Linked DNA regions of Sus scrofa: region 2 is linked to region 1. The links are chromatin contacts, called in public Hi-C maps. All regions are on one chromosome and are shown on one strand. The core of a region is the stretch at or near the end of the contact, and the rest is flanking DNA. Distances in the headings are between cores, read along the strand shown.

What was found. Hi-C and Micro-C count contacts between places; a contact is called where the count stands out from the background.
Region 2: a Hi-C map of liver shows a contact between it and region 1, with 6 times the contacts expected there. A contact is called at or near these places in 1 of 5 promoter capture datasets (liver), 19 of 47 Hi-C or Micro-C datasets (blood, embryonic fibroblasts, fetal heart ventricle and 10 more) and 2 of 2 datasets of targeted methods (alveolar macrophages and skeletal muscle).

What each region holds. Positions count from the first base shown.
Region 1 is chr3:111,405,330-111,408,597 of Sscrofa11.1, forward strand. All of the region lies in intron 7 of RBKS (ribokinase), which reads left to right. Among named protein-coding and RNA genes, the nearest start is that of TRNAE-UUC, 7.1 kb to the right of the region's middle.
Region 2 is chr3:111,496,136-111,499,403 of Sscrofa11.1, forward strand. No RefSeq gene overlaps it. Among named protein-coding and RNA genes, the nearest start is that of SUPT7L, 34 kb to the right of the region's middle.

The sequences.
Region 1 (3,268 bases), core at 467-2,966:
ACGCTGGCAGTGAAAGGGTCTGCACCTCCTCACTTCAGCCTTGTGCCAGGGAGTCATGACCTCAGGAAGGAAGCGAAGTGTCCATTGCCGCATAACTAGTCATTGCAGAGAGGACCAAAAAGAAAATCCCTCGAGCAAATCCGATCGATGGAAACCAAGATTTTAAAACAGACCAGTCAGTGTGTCTGTGCGTGAGAAGAATGTGGTTGGACTTTTCCCTTGGAGGTTAGGGTTAGCCTTTATAAACAACTTTGCCATAGGAATTCTTAAACACCAAGCTGCCGGTGCATGTATAATTTAACTTTAAAACTTTACAGACTGTTGAGGGAACATATCTGGGCAGGAAGGAAGCTAAATCTGTTGCCTTGGTGCTTATTGGGAATGCAGTGTTAGTACCACAGAACGGTTCCCACTGGGCCGACATCAACGTCACTTCTCACACAAAACGGCAGCTAAAACCCAGAGATTCGATATGAATCTCATGGGTAAATTGTGACTAAATTATTGGTTAATTATGGGAAAATAAGCTGTTGGTTAATTATGAAATTAGAATAGAAGGAGTTCCTGTCGTGGCTCAGCGGAAATGAATCTGACTGGCATCCATGAGGTCACAGGTTCAAACCCTGGCCTCGCTCAGTGGGTTAAGGATCCAGCCTTGCCATGAGCTGTGGTGTAGTTTGCAGATGTGGCTGGGATCTGGGATTGCTGTGGCTGTGGTGTAGGCCGGAGGCTACAGCTCCGATTCCACCCCTAGCCTGGGAACCTCCCTAGGCCATGGGTGCACCCCCCCAAAAAAAGACAAACAAGCAGAATAAGAAATGATTTTGCTCAAAATTTGTGCCTATTTAATAAATCTATAAGGACAGAAAGTGTATTAGTGGTTCCTATGCCTGGGGGGAGTAGGAAAGAATGAGGAGTGACTCAGTTAATGGGTCCAAGGTTTCTTTTGTGGGGGATGAAATTTCCTAAAATGAGACTGAGGTGGTGGTTGCTCAGCCCTTTGAATATATTAAAGCACATTGAATTGTATACTTTAAATGAGCAGGTTATTTGGTATGTGAATTCTATCTCAATCAAGCTTTTTTTTTTAAGTCAGATTGTTGATAAATTGTGTTCTACTAAAAAATCGCATCAAAATTCTGCTACATGTGGTCTCACACTTGATCAATATGAAACAATGATCATTTGAAATATTTTAAGGCAGAAACTATTTGCTTTCTTTTAATCAGGGTATTTAAAAAGTAGACTATCTCCCTCGAATCATTGAAATTTAATTGTAGTAAATTAAGACGGCTAATAGTTGAAGGCAAAGTCATGGACATTTATGACATAATGATTAGTCCATGTTCCCTCCTGATTTATTTAGAATAACAAGCAGCAGCACTTACACAATAATGATAAGAAAACTGGATTCCCACTGTCCACCAAGATGCTCCTAAACTGATCTGGTCACGGAAGTTGGAAGGTTGAGGTTAGAAAGGGTATGATCTCATTCTTATGATGTGAATACTCGCTGATAAGAGAAGATAGAAATCCTCAGATTCGAGCTGTGAAAACAGGGCTCTTGTGTAAGCAGCATCTATCTCCTGCAGTGTTTATCAGACAGACTGCTCCGTTTTGTCTGCCCAGGAAAGAACCTTTGCCCTTTCCTGCCGTGGGCAGACAGGCCGGGCCGGGCCAGCTCTAATCTCCTTGTTCAGATCCTCGCTCCAGGGTTTGGGGGTTGCCCGCTGCTCACTGGTGGCCAAGGCGACGGAGATTGAGGTAAACAGGAAGGGAACTGGCTGGGAGATGTAGGAATTTCTGGCTCAGTGGAAAGAGAGCAGGGAGCTACCAACACCTGCCTAGTGAGCCTGGCACTTTGGAGGTCGCTGCTTAGGGCTTCTTAATGCACCGAAGACCCCGATGGGGCCACTGGCAGTTCCCTGTGGCAAGAGGCCCAATTTTGGTGTTGCTCAAACACCGTTTTTTCATTACTCACCACCCACCCGTCCTAAGGAGCCTTTTAAGAGATTTTTTTTTTTTCCTAATTGCCCTCCGATGAAACTTTAATTGGACAGATCTGCATCCTCCCCCATACCCAAGAATGAAGGAGCCCTCTGTCCGGTGGCCGGTGCTGTGATGGAAAACAGCAGCGCAAAGGGAGGCACACAGCCTTCCCTGCCAGCAGGTCACCTCCTGCCCGGGCTGTCGGCCGGCCCTTCCCAGCTCAGACGTCTCCAGAAACCTCTCCCTCTGTCCCTCCACCCAAATGAAAGCAGGAGATTTACCGGGTTCCCTGGTCTTGCAATGACCTTGGTACTCTTCCCTTTACATTTCTTTACTCTCCTGCTCACAGACCCTCTCAAGGTCTCATAAAGTATCTCCCCTGCCCACACAGAGAAATGCATTTCAGAGACCCCAGCCAGCACCGACAGATGGTCAGAGTGCTGGGATGCTCTGGAGCCTGGCCTCCCTGTAATCAAGAGCTCCAGGACACGCTTCTGCCCCTCCTGCCTTCCTGACTGTGAGAGCGTCCCTCTGCTCCTCTGAGCTGGGAACACAAAGCCAGCACAGCACAGCACAAACCCCTGGCCCGAGGATCCGCGGGATGGTGACCATGGGGCAGGCGGTTAAGGGGTCTCTGAGAATAAACCATTCAGTCGTCCCCATCTTTGCCGCCACCTGCTCTGCTGCAGGCGTGTGCTGGGCCTTTTCACGTACATTACCCAATTCCGTACTCAGAGCAGCCCTATGGGGTCGATTCCCACGTCACAGGTAAATAGTCACCAGAGAGGTTGAGTCACTTGCCGAGATGGTGCAATCGGGGCTTAAAGTCAGGTCCGTCTGAGTCCACACCATCTACTGCCTTGTCCCAGAGGAGAACACATCTACCCACGCGAGAAAAACATTTTCCCCAGCTGTGTACGGAGGGGCTTCATGGACGGCTGACCATCCTGACAGGTGACACGGCGAACAAAAGGGGAGAAGGCAGAACTGAATACCAGCTGTGTGTTCCCTCCATGCCCCTTCCCCTGGCTTCATGACCCCGTGTCTCCTGCCGATCCATGAGTCACCCTTTAAGGACAAAGAATGACTTCTACCCCCCAGGGCCAACCAGATGGTCGTGCCGCAATCTCCTGCACAGGAACAAGGTAGAAGCCCTTTCTTGGAACTTGGAAGCAAGAGCAAAGCAGGACGTGCACCAGGCTCGCTTGAGGGTAAGCCACCTCAGCAGCTCAGCGCCTGAGCGCCACCTCAGCGGCCCTGCCTGCACAGCGGCGGGGGC
Region 2 (3,268 bases), core at 341-2,840, 91 kb after region 1:
GAAGAGGTCCCGAAAGACCCTGGTGGAAGTGGGAATGGGAGTATTAGCTCCAGTGGACACCTGCACAGTCCTCCAGGCTTCCGTGTGCTTTCATGTATTCTCACATGTGTTAAGGGGGGCAAGAATTCTTTTCTGACTTTACAGATGCGAAAACTGAGACTTGTGTATAGTCAGCAACTTAATCAGGGTTACATGGCTTGGGTGACAGAGCCAGACTTCAGATTAGTTTTGTGACTCTAGTTACAACACCTTCCCACCTCACCACAGTTCCTTCAACTTCACTCATTGGTACACCTCCTTTACACTTGGTACCGTGTTGCAGGCCACCGTGCATTATTGGCTTCATGTTCTTCTTCAAATAAACTCACTTTAAAAATTGACCTCAGGGGGGAAAAAAAAAAAAAGAAAAAGAAAAAAGAAAGGAGCTCCCTGGTGCTCAGTGGGTTAAGGATCTGGCATTGTCACTGCTGCGGCTCTGGTATAGCTGTGGCGCAGGTTTGATCCCTGGCTCTGAAGCGGAACTTCCACATGCCAAAAGTGTGGCAAAAAAAAAAAAAAAAAAATTTTTTTCACCACATTCTACACCATACATATACATGTGTGTACGTAAGTATATATTCCTATACGTAACTGCTAAAATTAGATATTTTTTCATTCTCCTCCCCTAAAGGCAATTCCCATAAGGCTGCGCAATTTGAGAAACTGCCCAAATGTCCCCCGCCCTCGCGGCATTGCTAACGATAGATCTTTATAGGCTGGTAGCCAAGTGGCTGCCCTTGTTGAAATGCTCTGCCAGTAGGATCACTCAGGGCTGCCACTGTCATTGTTAGGGCTGTGCCTCCAAATCACAGAATTACTGAATCAGGAGGGATAAGAGAGAGATCATGGAATCCAACTCCTAAAGGGCAGAACCTTATACAGCACACCCACTCAGAGCCCTCAAGATTAAGGGAGCACCATTCCAAGACAAAAAGAGGAACCAGATGTAGTCTTTGCTCCAGAAACTCGCAAAGCTTACAAACATAAACTACTGAAAACTAGAAGGAATAAGCAGAGGATCTGGAATCGTGGTTCCACCATGAACTTGGCATGCCTTTGAGCAAGTCTCTTCCGGTTTCTGAGCCTCAGTTTCCTTAAACAGAGGTGATAGTGTCTCCTCTTTTTACCTTTTAAGTCTGATAAATAAAAATTCAGAGTTTGGAAATGAGTGATATATCAAAATATCAATCAAATTAGATACAATTTTTGTCAATTGTTCCTCAATAAAGACAGCGCGGGGGGGGGAGACAAGTGTGAAAAATTCTCTGTAAGACAGTGTGTAAGTAATAGATAGGCAATGCCTAAACTCCTCCATAAAATATTTGCATTATAACTAGAGAAAGACTTTCTCCAGGTGGAACTAAGCACCAGAAACAGGCTGAGAAGACACTGGTGACCTGACCCAGCTTGCTGCCCCAAACCCTTTCAGAATCCTGATTTTGAGAGAGTTCAGGATCTGATTGTTACTCTTGCTTTGCTTTGAAACGCTCGTCTACTGGCTTTGAGCCCCACCTGCAAATTGCTGCATAGTGATGGGTCTTTACTGCCCTCTTGTGGTCACTTCTTGCCACAGTTGCACTGACTTTTGAAGCGGTGTGCGTGACAGCCAGAGGAAACCAGAGCCAAGCCTCACGATCAAGATTTTCCAGAGCCAGCAGAGGACTTAAAGCCCAAATTAAAACCATCTGCTGGAATCCAGAGCTTCTTGACGGGAAGGGGTAGTTTCGCTTGATTTTGCCCCAAGTAGGATAGGAATCCAAGCCTCTGCCTGCACTAACCCTGTTAAGACGGTTATCGCCTAGACTGTCCAGCTTGTCTGGAACAAATTCTGGAAATGAAAGCAGCTCAAAGGTCCCTTCTCCGCCCCCAAAACCCAAGGGTAGAAAGGTCCAGGACTAGAACTTGCCCTCCAACCCTCACCCCTGTAAAGCAACAGTTAACAGAGCACCTATTTTGTGAACTGGGAGGTGCAATGAGGAACAGGTAGCGTACAAAGTGAGATGGTTCCTGTCCCCAGCTCATAAGGCTCGCAAACATAAATGACCCAAGCACACTGCATACATACAATTAACGGATATGGGACCATCCGAGCAAGGGCCAGAAATCAAAGTGCTGTAGGGCTAGTGGGGAAAGAGAGCCTACTAACAAGCAGGGGAACAAGAGCTTCCTGAAGACAATGAGACTCAAGACAGTGAGACTCATTTAAAGAAATGAGCAGGACCTTACCTAGCAGACGTTAGCAAGATCACAATGATGCTGATAATAACTACATTTGGGGGAGCCAACTGTGTCCAGCGTGGCTAAAATTTGAGAGATGGCTCAGTTATTTAATCTCGACAGCGATACTGAGGTATTTTCCCTATTTAAGAGCCCAGGAAACCAAAGTTCAAGGCCATGTACAGCAAGTCTTGATGGCAAATATTGGAAGAATTAAAAGCAAAAGTTGTGTTTGGGTCAAAGAGTCTATTATTACTAGAGTATTGGGTGTACTTGGTCAGGTGCAGAAAGGAAAAGACAAGGGCATATGGGAGTGAGTTACGATGATGAGAAAGTATAGGAGCCCTGGAGTTCCTGCTGTGGCTCAGCAGAAACGAACCGAACTAGTATCTATGAGGATGTGGGTTCAATCCCTGGCCTCGCTCAGTGGGCTAAGGATCTGGCATTGCTGTGGCTGTGGTGTAGGCCGGCAGCTGTAGCTCCAATTAGACCCCTAGCCTGGGAACCTCCATATGCTGCAGGTGCGGCCTTAACATAAGAGAGAGAAAGAAACAAAACAAAACAGGCACCCTATGATAAGGGACTTTAAAGCCGCAAATGAATTTGGACTTAATGCTTTGGATAATGGAGAACATTCTGAGATTTCAAAGCAAAGGATTCTGCCCAGTGATGTACTTTAGGGTAATTCAGATGTGTGACGAGAGCTCCACAAGGCAGACACAAGGGGCAGGGAGGTCTATGAGGAGTCCTGAGGCAAGGGGAGTTTGGGCAAGGGGCAATGCAGAGGAATGAACCCTAAAGCCTCTACTGGAGAAACTGTTAAGACTGACCTGGGGTAATGTGATCTTAAAAAATGGTCACCAACAAGGACCTACTGTACAGCACAGGGAACTCTACTCAATATTCTATAATAACCTTTGTGGGGAAAGAATCTGGAAAAGAATGGATATAGGCATCACTGAATCACTTTGCTGTACACCTGAAACTAACATGACATTGTAAATTGACTATA